Regions from separate parts of the Mus musculus genome. Here regions 2 and 3 are each linked to region 1. A link is a contact called in public Hi-C data. All regions are on one chromosome and are shown on one strand. The core of a region is the stretch at or near the end of the contact, and the rest is flanking DNA. Distances in the headings are between cores, read along the strand shown.

Region 1 (4,157 bases), core at 815-3,314:
CCTGTGAATTCCAGGCATCCATCTTAGGTTTTCAGGCTTGCTGGTAAGTGCCTTTACCATGAGTTTCATGGTGGGTCCCAGTCTTTCTCTTTTCAGGATGAAGAAGGTCAGACCAACAGAGCCTTGGACCTTGTCTGACTGCAAACTGGAGGGGGATTTGGAACAAAAGCTGGCCCACTGGCCCAACCAATCACCCACTGAAAATGGGTTTGAGGCCACCAAGGGCCTCTGGCATATTCTGTGAGGTTATCTGTGTGTGCAAGGAACCTACAGTAATGTGCAAAACAAACCTTGTCGGTGGTTGTTTCCAAGGACAGACTTGTGCCCTGAATGTCCCTCTTCCAGTGTGACTTAAATCTTCATGGAGACACTATTACTGTGCCTGGAAGGTTCTGTGACTCTGACCCTTACACCCCAACGACAGCAGAAGAAATATTGCACGGCACTAGAAGTAATGTGACTTCTGCCTGGCTCATTCTTAGAATTCTAGACCTGGGAAGCTGCCATGCTATGAGGAATCCCAGGCTACAGGGAGAGCTCCCACTTGTGGTCTGGCTGAAATCCCTGGCCTGGCCCCCAGCTGCCAGCCAGCACCAGTTGTCTGACAATTGAATAAGAGGACTTGGGGCTCAGCTTTTGGGTCCCTGATCATTGTATTTGTATTTCAGCCATGTTTGGATTTCTGACCTGGAGAAGTAGAGTATGGTATAAAATGAAGATTCTTACTGCAATCCACCATCAGACAGGTTGTTTATTATACAACAATAATGGGTATTCACGATCCTTGAGATAAGAGTCTACCTTACATTTGTTATTTTAACTTCTACTACTCTTCCATTCCACACTTTCTTCAACTGTTTATGGAGAAAATAAAAAGCCACGTTTAAACGTTTTCTCCTTTAAATTTGAAAAATAACATTCTTTGTATCAAAAGATAGTGTTACACCTCTTTGGGACTATAGCCACACCCAGATTTTAAGGGTATACTACACAATAGCAGTTCAGTCATCTTCTGTTTTACACAGTCTTTATTCACTATAGAGTCCCTAGGCATCTTGCCCTCCCCAGCCCCCATATCTCACAGTCTGCAGGTCAGTGCTATCTTCTACAGCACCCCCTGATCCTGTTCTGCATGGTTCACCATGGTCTACTCATTCTAGGTATTTCCTGCTCAGCATTTCATGGACCTCCAAGGAGCTGAGATGCCCCACGCATTGTTTCAGGGCAGAAAAGACCAGCATGTTCCCACTTCATGTTCACACTGACAGACTTCAAGAGACTCAAAAGACATCTGTTAGTGCACTAAGGCCTTCAGTGCCTACACTGAAGGGTCTAGAACTTACACTTCAAGCAGACTTTTGGGGGCTGGTTTAAGTAGGTTTTGCTGGTGATGTTCAGGATTCTGATCTCATTGATGTAATATATTGGTGGTAGTAGGCCAACATTATTGAAAGGCTGACTGTAACAACAGCAGGACCCATTTTAAAGATACTTTGAGCATAGCTTTGATCTTGAGATGCAGGCTGATGGGGCCTTGGTCTAGGCGGCTCAGAAAAGCACACAGTGAGAATCAAGCCAGAAAGGAGAAACTGCCTCTGTCATACTTCTAGAGTGCTATGGTGTCTGCAATCTTAAAAAACAAAAAACAAGGCAGTTGTCCATTTATTGGGGGAAATTTTTGCCTCAGAAAATCCTGATTTATGAAGAATTACTAAAGAATTCACCAACATAAAACAAACTTTTGGCCAGCAGATGGCAGTAAAGGACCTTGGAAGTGAGTCCAGCAGTGCGTTCTGAAATGCTGGCAGGTAGCTCTTAACAGCTATTGTATAAGTGATTTATGTATTTGGATTCTGCTCAATGTTATATATGCATTACTGAATAAAACATTCACAGTGTATTTTCTAGCAGCAGCTGAGCTCCAATTCCAAGGTTCTGAGGCCTAATTCCCAAGGCTCAAAGGAGCCCCTGACATCAAATTGCTTTTCTTCCCTGAAGAGCTGCTCCACACCCCAGAAAAAGAAATGCTTAGAGCAGGGAGAGAGATTTGATGTGACCGCATCCTCAGAGCAGCTTACCCACTGAGGGAGGACGTGCGAGGAAAGCAAATGCCTGTCAGGCATTTCCTTGAGGCATAGCCGGTTGTTTCCTTCTCAGCACACGTCACACCCTAGCCTTGGGAGAGGAAATGCCTGACTCAGTTTCCACAAGGAAAAGTGGTTATGTTTTGGAGACTCATGCCAAATAAACTACTTCATGATTTTCTCCATCTTTTCCAGAGAACCCCAGCTACCCACAGCCACAGGAGCTGGGAAATCGAATTGTTCCAAACAACAGAGTTAGAGCTATGTAAATGCAGGAGCAGGGATCTGCCTGGGCGCTGGTGTGTACCAGTCAGCCTGGTGCCTGGCATGATGTGATTGTGTGGTGGTCACAGTGCTAGTGCAGGCCACAAGGCCAATGCCGTGCCTCAGCTCCAGGGAAAGGCTCCCAGAGAAGGAAAATGTCTTATTTAGAACAACGAGAGGCAGAAAGTCAGGCTCTCTTTTCTGGCAGGGAGACAGCATCTATAATCAGGGCAGACCAGGTACATCCCTGTGGGAAACACCAACCTGCTATTTCAAACATGTGGCTAACTGATAGTTAAGCGCTTTTCATTTACATGACATTTCATTACACACACATACACACACACACACACAGAGGAAAGACAATGCAGTTATCGCTATCAGTGTTAAGAGCTCACATCTGACCATTTTCTGTAGGCCAGGTGAACGCCAACCATTCTTACTGCATCACTGCAGGTGGGTTGTACAGCTGTTCTACACAGTCGACCCCGTTAGCCTCATTTTGTAGAAGAGGAAGCTGAGGACTATGAAATGCCTTGATATTCCATGGCATATACCATGGATATACCAAGGAGTCAGAACTGAAACGGTGAGAACTAAGACCCAGAGTCTTCCTAATTCCTGCCAGTGCTCTTCATCACTGTGACAGGGAGGGTGATAGCCGTGGTATTTCTCAGTGACAGCGAACACTTTCTTGTCCACAGAGTTTTTAAAAAAAGCTTCATCTACAGGAAAAGCAATAGGTGGGGGAAGAAATCACAGGAGAGATTGCTGTGAAGGAGCAGAAAATTCATTTCATGCCAACATTCCTTATGCATACTAATAGGAAATGCTACAGAACACCAGAAACTCACCAATGCCTTTACTAAATATTATTTATTAATAATCATAAAAATAAATGAGACTAGCTATGGTCTCATTTATCCCCATGGCTTCATTACCAATGCTCTCATGGTATTGACTGCCTGACCCGAGCTCCCTCTTGACCTCTGACGTAATCAGCATGTACATGATCCCTACCCCCACCCTTTCCTTGGCCATCATCCCTTCCGCCAGCACTCAGAGCTCTGGCTGGTCCTCTACCTGGAAATTATGCCTCCATTATCAACTCTCTACAATTACATTTTCTTGGTACCGTAATCTCTCTAACATATACATTTTGTATTATCACTTCAGTGACTGAAATATTTTAATTCCCTCTTACTGCGTATGTGTTTCCAACACTGTATTCTACCCACCTCCCTGGGCTAGAGCATAGGACGTCTCACACACGCCTGTATCACTTACTGCTTGCTAGTTTAATGGCACAGTGGTAGCATCCTCGCCCTCTTCAGTCCTAGTAAGCAAATGCCAGACACTGCTGAGGCTGCCTTGATTATGTCCTGTCCTTAGGGTTAGACTTTACTGGAAACATAGCCTGTGCCAGGTATAGTATTTATCATGCAAAAATCCTCTAAAAGAGACACTGTGCTCTTCATTTTTATCAGTGAAAACTGAAATGCTGAGGTCTTGTCCAGGGTGACAGGATCCACAGTCAACTGCATGCTCCACTACTGCCACCAGCAAATACCTGCTGTGTGTACTGCGCCCAGGTCCTGGAGCCCCTGCAATGGACCCACTCTGGCACATGATGCTGTTGATGACCTGCTCTAGGCTGTTCTCTCTCTCTTTCCACTTTCCCCTCAGAGTGCTAGAACGTTCAAGCTCTCATGTGCCCAGGGAAGTCCGTCTTCCTGTAGCCCTGTGCCTTCAGTTTTGACTGATATGAACAGAGTAGTTGCCTAGGGAATGGCCTGGGCACAATTCTAC
Region 2 (4,157 bases), core at 1,170-3,669, 490 kb after region 1:
CTTTTCTGCCCTGTTGTGCTGTCCACACAGCAGCCCTAGTGCAATGTGGGAGAGATGGCACAAAGCAGGAATCCCAAGAGGTGGAGATCTTCAGGAACTCCCGGGAGGGAGGCATTCTCATCTCAGCAAAGCTGTCCTAGCCCTCACCCTCCTCCCACTGCTTCTCTTCCTCCTCTTCTCAACCTGTTGCCTCTGGAAAGAATCACCCAGCAGGCTCTAATGCCTGTGAGAGGGTTCAGTCCTTCTCCGGGGTCATCTGCACTGTTTCGTGTGTAGAGTCATGAGTGACAATCTCAACTAATAATATTAACTTTAAAATAAAAGCTGGAGATACAAGTGTTCCTTTTAACCTTGAGGGATCTTTTTCTGTTGCCTGTCCCCTCACTGTTTACCATAGAAGTGGCTACAGATCTTTAAATAGACCAGCAGAATTCAGCGCTCTTTTAAATGTAAAACCATCCTAGGTGCTAGAACACTTCTTTTTTTAATCCAGAAGGACGAGTTATCTAAGAAGCTGAATACTAGCAAGCTAGTGTGTGTTAGCTGCTTGAGAAACTGTACCCCACAGCCCACGTCTCTTAGCTGTCCCTCCACCCCATTCACAAGGGAGTCTCCACCTGCCTGCCTGTCCTCGGTACTGACTTCGAGGACGATAGGTGAAGACAGTGACTTAAACATACTCTGTCGCCACACACTCATCTGCCAGGAAAGGAATGAAATGAAACATCATCCTATCCAGGCATCAGCAACATAGTTGAGGGGGCATAAAGGGAGTCCACATGATTGCTTCCCACAGAGGCAAACCAACGCAGCCAAGACCTCATATAAACTCAGAACATCATGCCAAGCATTCCTAAAGGGCAATAGGGAACAAATGAGAAAGTATCTTCAAACGTCACATTACACAGGGATGCAAGGGAGCCCACCTGTTTCCCTTTTGGAGTAGGTTAAATCAGGATATTATCAGTTGACTGACTTAACTTCATCCATCTCTTCCTTTCCTTCATCCTAGATGTAGTCTGGAGACTCAGTTTTGGCTAAGGAGAATGAGCAGAACTTTCTGTAAGATTCCTAGGGCAGTGGCTCTCAACTTGTAGGTCGTGGCCCATTTGGGGTCAAATAATCCTTTCACAGGGATCACCTAAGATCATCCTTCATGTCAGAAATTTATCTTATTATTCTTTACAGTAGCAAAATTACAGATATGACATGGCAACAACAGTAATTTTATGGTTGGAGAAACATGCGGTTCCCCCACCATTACCCATATCAGAAGTCACAGCATTAGTAAGGTTGGGAGCCCCAGCCCTAGAGGCTTTTGACCTGTCTGGCCCCTGTGACCTTTTCCGTGCAGCCCCATCTCTTATCTGTGCAGTGCTGATTTGTGGCTCTGTGGCCTTCTGTCACACAATGGGGACCATACGTGCATGATCAGAACTACTGAAGGGAAAGAGGAAAGCACCTAGATCCCCCATCACAACATGAACATCTTTGGTCTGTACACCTCCAGGCTGTTTGTTTTGTGTTGTTTGTTTGTTTGTTTGTTTGTTTTGTTTATCTGGGTTTAAGCTGGGTCAGTTTTGATTCTGTATTGTTTGAACTGATGAGAAATGGCTCGGCGTGCCAAGGCTGTTGTAGAACTGGGGTTTCATGCTACTGAAAGCCATCAAAGTGGGATCCTGAGCAGTGCAGGAGCTCTGAGCTTACATATTGCAGTCTATAGTGAGGTCAGTGAACGAGAGTCAAAACACTACCAAAGATGAATGGCAGACACACGAGTGAATGCTGATTGTGTCAAAGTAGCCAAGAGAGCAGAGGTTGTTTTCCAGTTTTCCAGATACACAGCTATCTACATGATTAAAGGGGTGCTTTTATCAGCAGAAACCTCAAACTTTTATACAAGTTTAAAGTAATTTTTTTATCATTATTTCTGCAAAATGTTTTTATTAAAGGAAACACCATATGGTAACAGCAAGAAGAGCTGGTTACAAGTCACGAAGCTAGTCAGATTCCTTTCCAACAGTTAGATCCAAAATACTTATCACAGACCCTACATTTAGAAGAAAAAAGTCAAAGCTTCAGGGATCCCAAAAGAAAACTTCCATGAACAATTGGTACATTGTTGTTTTCATGTCCTAGATGCAAAACGAAAGCGTATAAGATGAGAAGTTAAGTTCAAAGTATTTAACAACCAATGGCTCCTGGCCCTGATTCTCCACAGCATACATGTTGGGCACCAAGGCGTTCCATCAGATGGTTACTCCCACCCTCCTTCTCTCATTGTACCGAGTCTGTACCCACTACTACTTTCTATCTCTGTAACTGTTGTCTTATGTGCATGTCATCGTACCCCATGTGACTCTCCCAGTGGGTTTTCTACACTGCATAATTCCCTTGAAATCTCTTCAAGATGTGTCATGTATCAAACAAGAATCCTTCCTGCTGCCTGTTCAAACAGCATTTTCCCATGACGGATGGCTGGACACCCTCTGTCCCTCTCCTCAAATTCCTAGTCCCAACCCTCTGTTAAATGTGTGCCTTCCCTCATTTGATTTGATGGTCTCAGTATCTCTATAAATAGATATTCTCATTCATGCCAGTTGGCAAGAGCAATGATTAAGGCTTAGAAAAATAAACCTTACCAAGATCAGATACCAAAGCCAAATTTAACACAAGGTTTAAAAGCACCTAGAGCCTGTAGTCCAAAGTGAAAAACAGATCCAACCCCCTGGATATGCAAGCACTTGCTCCATCCTCTGAGAACATCCTCATCCCACGATACTTGGTTCATTCACTCCTCTCTGCCATGACCAGGGTTCACAGACTCTCTTCCAACTTCCCTCTTCCACTTGCCCTGGGCTGCCTTCCAAGTGAGCGGAGTTGCTCCATGCTGCCTTGGGGGATGTGGGCTCCGTGTGTGATGGAATAGTCAGCACTGATGCACTAGTCGGAGCTGTTGTGCACCACCTCCCCTCAGCCTTCTGCACATTCTCCTCGTGTCTGTGTCTCCTCCTGATTCATTCCAAACAGCTAGGAACATCTCTAGCATCAAGGCTTAGCTCAGGAGCATTTGTGACTATCCACTAGCATCCAGGGTCTCTACCACAGCTTCCTTGTCTGCTTGCTCCAGACGACTTCTCTCTAGGTGTCAAGAGTCCCCAAGTTCATCAGGCTCCTGGGCTCTATTCTAGGTAAACTCGACTACGATAGCCTCTGTTTATTCTGCTCCAGACAGAAAGAGTCTGTATATATTGGCTTTGGGAAACACAGTCCCAAGTCTTTCAGGACTAATGCATACCTGCAGCCAGTATTATCCCCCAAGTTTCCTCAGGGGGAAAAATATCTCACTAGGTTTGCTGCTTCCTAAATCATGTCCTAGCATTTGTTACAAGAATGCTCGTGCGCAGTGGGCTCCTTGGACATGTGTTGGTGTCTCCTTCCCGTGGATCCAATTTGACATGCAAGTCACTCTCCCCAAGGCTCTGCCTTTATTTCCTCCTCGTTTTCCTTCCCATCCTCTATTTCGTCACCTTCTTCCTGTACTGCAGCTCTTCCCAGATTGCTTATCCCGCTCATTCTAAACATAGTTTGTACAAAACAACAATGTCTAAGGAATGAAAGTAAGAGGAGGTGTAGACATTCTGATGGGATAAGAGTTCTACTAGGTTGTCAACTGTTTTATTTCCCCCATGGCACTTGGTGCCTTCAAGACTCTGGCTTGGATGAGAATTTTGATGGTCAAATGTTTTTGCTTCAGTACAAAGCTTCCCCCTTTTTTTTCCCCTCTGTGGGAATATTTTTCTTAGTTTGGTTAGCTGCTTGCTTTCTTCTACCTGCCTACGGACTCACCACTACTTCGCTCCCCTTCATGCCCCCTGCATTTCTCAGTGTCTGCAAAGAGGAAGATGTGTTTAAGAGTATTACAGCCAAGGAAAGAGAAGCAAGGAGCATTGTTCAAGCAGGCAAACATCTTATCCCATAGTAGTTACTTTATAATAGAAAATCAATCTTAAAGGAACTCTTAAACATAGAAACAAAGCAAATACCCACATTTCTGTTGGCAAACTGGAGTCAGCACTGTTGGGAGAATTTGTGCTTTTGTCCAGTGGCCAACCAGTGGCCTTCAATATGTGTATGTGTTTGAATGGGGGCAAGTA
Region 3 (4,157 bases), core at 1,170-3,669, 350 kb after region 1:
ACACGTACACGTACACACAATACATATACTAAATACATACATACATACATACATACATACATACATACATACATCTTGAAAATGAAAAATAGAGTACACACGCAGAAAAAGGAAAGGAGGTTATGGTGCCAATAAGATTGACTCAGAGTCTTTAACTGGGTTCTCTTTTACTTGGAATTAAAAACCCAAGTCAGCCATATGTGTTGCCTGCAAGTGGTGCTGCTGAAAAGCCACCAGTGTGTTGCTGAACATGGTCCCCTGGGGCACCGTCTCTCTGAGCATCACACACAGGCAGTCTTGTAGCCAGGTGTGTGCAAGGTGTGTGCTGTGCTTATTCTTTGCTTTGAGCTCTGGGTTCCTGCACAGCCAACAGCTGCTTTGCTGAAACTGCTGTCGGGGCCAAGTGTGCGCCTTCCGCCTGTGCACAGCAGGGCCTGTGCAGGAGGCTGTTTCTCCTGTGGGTCTGAAAGTGATCCTGAGTGAGACACCCCACTCAGGCATTTAGCTCAGCCTCAGAACCAGATGCCAGCTCCCTTCCTGTGAGTAACCACTAACCTTTATAAAGCATGCAAGCACCCACAGCAGCTGCCAAGTGCTTGCCAGGTGCTTACGAATGGTTTTTACCACTGTGCCATAGAATAAGCACTGAGTGCACGTTTTACACATGGCAAAATTGATATTTAGAGAATGTAGAAATTTGTCCAGAGTTATACAACCATCAGGTAGAACCTGACAAATAGCTCTGGAGGCATCTGGGAGCAGTCACTAACCAGCAATTTCATTCAGTCCTGTCTGACAATTCATGGCAGAGCCTTTGCCATTGGACAACTAAGTTTCTGTGTGTGCCCCTCAACAACTGGGTAACTTTTGATCATATTTCACCAGATAAACAAAATGGCCTTTCAGTGTTTAAAAAGAAAAAACAATTGTGATAGTTTTGATTTTTTGTTGTTTTGTTTTGTTTGGGGGGGTTGTTTTTGTTGTTGTTTTTACATTAGTTGAAAGTCAGAGACAAAGACTAATGAACTTTCTAGAATCATTGCACTCTAGAATAACTGAGTTCAGCATTGCGGACACTGTGATGGACCATGCTTACTTGTCTTTGACAACAGAGTACATTCAGGCAGCACTCACTGAGAGCCATTTGGGGAACTGCCTGTGATTGTTTGGTCAACACATGAGGGGCATTAAGAAGTAACTGTGCTTCCATGTCTTTGATTTCAACCCTCATTTGGTCATCATTACAGCCACTCACTGTATATCACCATTGTATATCACAAATATATCACCAGTGGATGACTGTTCCTTTGCTTAAAGAGTACTGTGCACACAGAATGGTTCCAGGTACCAAGCATAGCCCCGTTCTTGCTTACCCTCTGTAAAATTAAGAAATTAGAACGTAATAGATGTTTCTGTCTGTTACATGCACAGATAGGTCTCAGGCCACCAGTGTTCACTGAGTATCTGTTCTGCTCACAGCCAGTTGAGCAGTTTTTGCAAGATTTGGAGAAGAATCATTCATACTTAACTGTGCCTCAGTTTCTTTAGCTATAAAATTAATGAATGTAATGCCACTTCTAGATAATTTCATTTACATGGCATCATAAATATCTTCCAGAGATGCATGGATGTGTTCAAATTATTAATAAACTCATTGTCTAGTAACAAAAACAATATCATTTCCTCTCTACTTACAAATAGAATTGTTTGCTATTGTTCTTGAAACAGATACTCACTCTGTAACCCTCACTGTCCTGGAACTTGCTATGTAAACCAAGCTGGCCTAGAACCTAGAGAACTCCATCTGCCTCTGTGCCTTTCTAGTGCCTGCAAAAAAAAAGGTATGAGTCACCTGCCTGCTAGAGTTATTGTTTAGCAGATCTTCATGACCTACTTTCAAGCTCTGTTGTAAGGATGTTACATAAAAAGCCTGTTGCCTAGATACTGAAGTATTAATAGCCCCATTTTACAGAAGAGGAAACTGAGTCCAAAACCAGGAACATAGCAGGTCCAGTGCCACAGGCACAGCCATGGTGGAATTCTGCTCCTCTGGTCTGCAGTCCTGCTGGCAGTATCAGCCTGGAATCAAGCAAGTGGCTGTTTCTTTGAGGGGCCTGTATTACAGTTGAGAGAGGGAGGGAGGGAGAGATCCTGCAAAATTTTAGATGTTTCTGTTCTGATCTTCCCTAGCATGTCAGGCCAACTTCCTCCTCACCAGATGTCACTGCAGCTTGGAGGCAGGCCTGCCCTTGGCTCTAGATGCCATTCTTTGACCAGAATTCCACTCTCCCTCATCCTCTTGCTGCAGACTCATCTAAGCTGCAAGACAGATGCTGCAGAATTCAGCAAAGTCTTGACAGGCACCTCATCACTTTACAGCAGCTGCATTTCCCTGGACCCACCTTCAAACTGAATGAGTAACCAACAGAGTCTTGGTTGAGCTTCCTCATAAACCACACCGACCAGTTCCAACAGTCTTCCTGTGTGTGTGTGTGTGTGTGTGTGTGTGTGTGTGTGTGTGCATGTGTGTGTCTGTGTGTGTCTGTGTGTGTGTGTGTGTGTGTGTGTGCATGTGTGTGTCTGTGTGTGTCTGTGTGTGTGTGTGTGTGTGTGTGCGTGCATGTGTGTGTCTGTGTGTGTCTGTGTGTGTGTGTGTGTGTGTGTGTGTGCATGTGTGTGTCTGTGTGTGTCTGTGTGTGTGTGTGTGTGTGTGTGTGCATGTGTCTGTGTGTGTCTCGCAGCCTTTGGAGAAGGACCACTTTAGGAGCTCTCACTGGTGTAGTTCCTAGATGACTATTTTATCAGCATGTTGGGTTTTGTTTTAACCTAGACTTGCATCTGCCCTCCCACAGCATTTAATGAAGAGGTCTTTGACATAAATCTCTGAAAACAAAAGCTACATTATGCATCCTGTGCATGCAGAGCCGTCAGGGATGCTTCTCTGTGAGATGCATAATTAGAAACTTAGCTCTGTGCTGAGAGTGGGGAGCTGCGATGGGTTAATAAAACACCGCTTCTCAGCTCCTTTTCTGCTCAGAATATGAATTAGGATATGCAGAAACTAAATGACAGGAGCAGCCCAGGGAAGAAAAATGCCTTATTTTTATTACTGTAATATTCTTCATCCTATATTCTGTCATACCACAACCTAGTTCCAGAGACCTGAAGCAATGACTGTTCAAAAAAAGAATTGTCTGAGGTGACTGTTTCTTTGTGCATGGATAAAAAGCCTTCTCTAAATCTATTTTTGTATTGTTTTTATTTAGAAATTTTTAGCTGAAGTACAAATATATGAGTTTAAGGCATAAACTATGCTGTTTTTACTGTAATAATTACCACAAATTTTTATTCAACACTGTTGAGAAGTTTTGTGTGTGTGCACGTGCGCTCTGCATTCTCCTTATTTATCGTTCACTGATGGCACTTGGATTGTTATTATGACTTGGCTGCTGTAGTAGTACTGTAATAACGAACACGAGAGTCCAGAGCTCTTCCAGAGCTGATTTGCACGTATGCACAGACCTGGCGTGGCGGGAGCTTAAGCTAGTTCTCTATCCGGCTTGAGGCCCCTCTCCACTGGTTTCACATTGACTGTCCCAGTTTCAGTCCCACCCAGCAAACAACTTTCCCTTTTTCTGCATCGTCATAGCCATCCTAGGAGATGGCAGGTGACTTCTCATTGCCTCCATCGTTAGCATTAAACATCCTTTCAAGTACTGTTGGAAATTCATAGGCTTCCTTTGGAGAATGTTTATTTGAGTCCTTTGCCTAATTTTTAAATTGAGTCATGTCGCTTTGTTACTTTTATATAGTTACTGATATATTTTGGATATTAATTTTGTATTTGATAAATACTGATAAAAGCAAATTTTAAGCTTTCCTAAACTGCAAGGGTTAAAGCAGAAAGGAAAGAACAGATATGGGAAGTTAATGTGCAAACAGTTCAAATGTGGATTACGGCTTTATGCCTTGGGCAGGTATAAGAGCTCGTCCAGGACTGAGCCAGTTGGCATTGCTTCATTCACTTGTTGTTTATTTGTTCATTCATTCACTCATTTTCTGCCTTGCCTCTTTATTGGCTTAATAAGCCTATGTATCAGAGGTTCCTTGGTCTGTAGAATTTTGCTTTGATAAAAGTTTCCAATTTTTTTTTGTCC

Evidence for each region. A called contact is a pair of places that touch in the nucleus more often than the background predicts.
Region 2: a Hi-C map of cerebral cortex shows a contact between it and region 1, with 2.2 times the contacts expected there. The contact joins two enhancer-like sites. A contact is called at or near these places in 4 of 484 Hi-C or Micro-C datasets (bone marrow-derived macrophages, cerebral cortex and cortical neurons) and 2 of 115 datasets of contacts at active chromatin or transcription factors (embryonic stem cells and extraembryonic endoderm stem cells).
Region 3: a contact with region 1 is called in a Hi-C map of cerebral cortex, with 3 times the contacts expected there. The contact joins two enhancer-like sites. A contact is called at or near these places in 1 of 484 Hi-C or Micro-C datasets (cerebral cortex) and 1 of 9 other capture datasets (embryonic stem cells).

What each region holds. Positions count from the first base shown.
Region 1 is chr13:36,017,672-36,021,828 of GRCm38.p6, forward strand. All of the region lies in intron 2 of Lyrm4 (LYR motif containing 4), which reads right to left. Among named protein-coding and RNA genes, the nearest start is that of Ppp1r3g, 52 kb to the left of the region's middle. Within about 2 kb of position 2,065, at least 43 of the 459 cell types and tissues checked have an H3K27ac peak or open chromatin away from gene starts, as enhancers often do. A contact at or near this core is called in cerebral cortex and cortical neurons, where this site is marked.
Region 2 is chr13:36,503,607-36,507,763 of GRCm38.p6, forward strand. The region is part of intron 6 of Fars2 (phenylalanine-tRNA synthetase 2 (mitochondrial)); the gene reads left to right. Among named protein-coding and RNA genes, the nearest start is that of Gm46409, 110 kb to the right of the region's middle. Within about 2 kb of position 2,420, at least 20 of the 459 cell types and tissues checked have an H3K27ac peak or open chromatin away from gene starts, as enhancers often do. A contact at or near this core is called in cerebral cortex and cortical neurons, where this site is marked.
Region 3 is chr13:36,366,037-36,370,193 of GRCm38.p6, forward strand. The region is part of intron 5 of Fars2 (phenylalanine-tRNA synthetase 2 (mitochondrial)); the gene reads left to right. Among named protein-coding and RNA genes, the nearest start is that of Gm40912, 160 kb to the left of the region's middle. Within about 2 kb of position 2,420, at least 39 of the 459 cell types and tissues checked have an H3K27ac peak or open chromatin away from gene starts, as enhancers often do. A contact at or near this core is called in cerebral cortex, where this site is marked.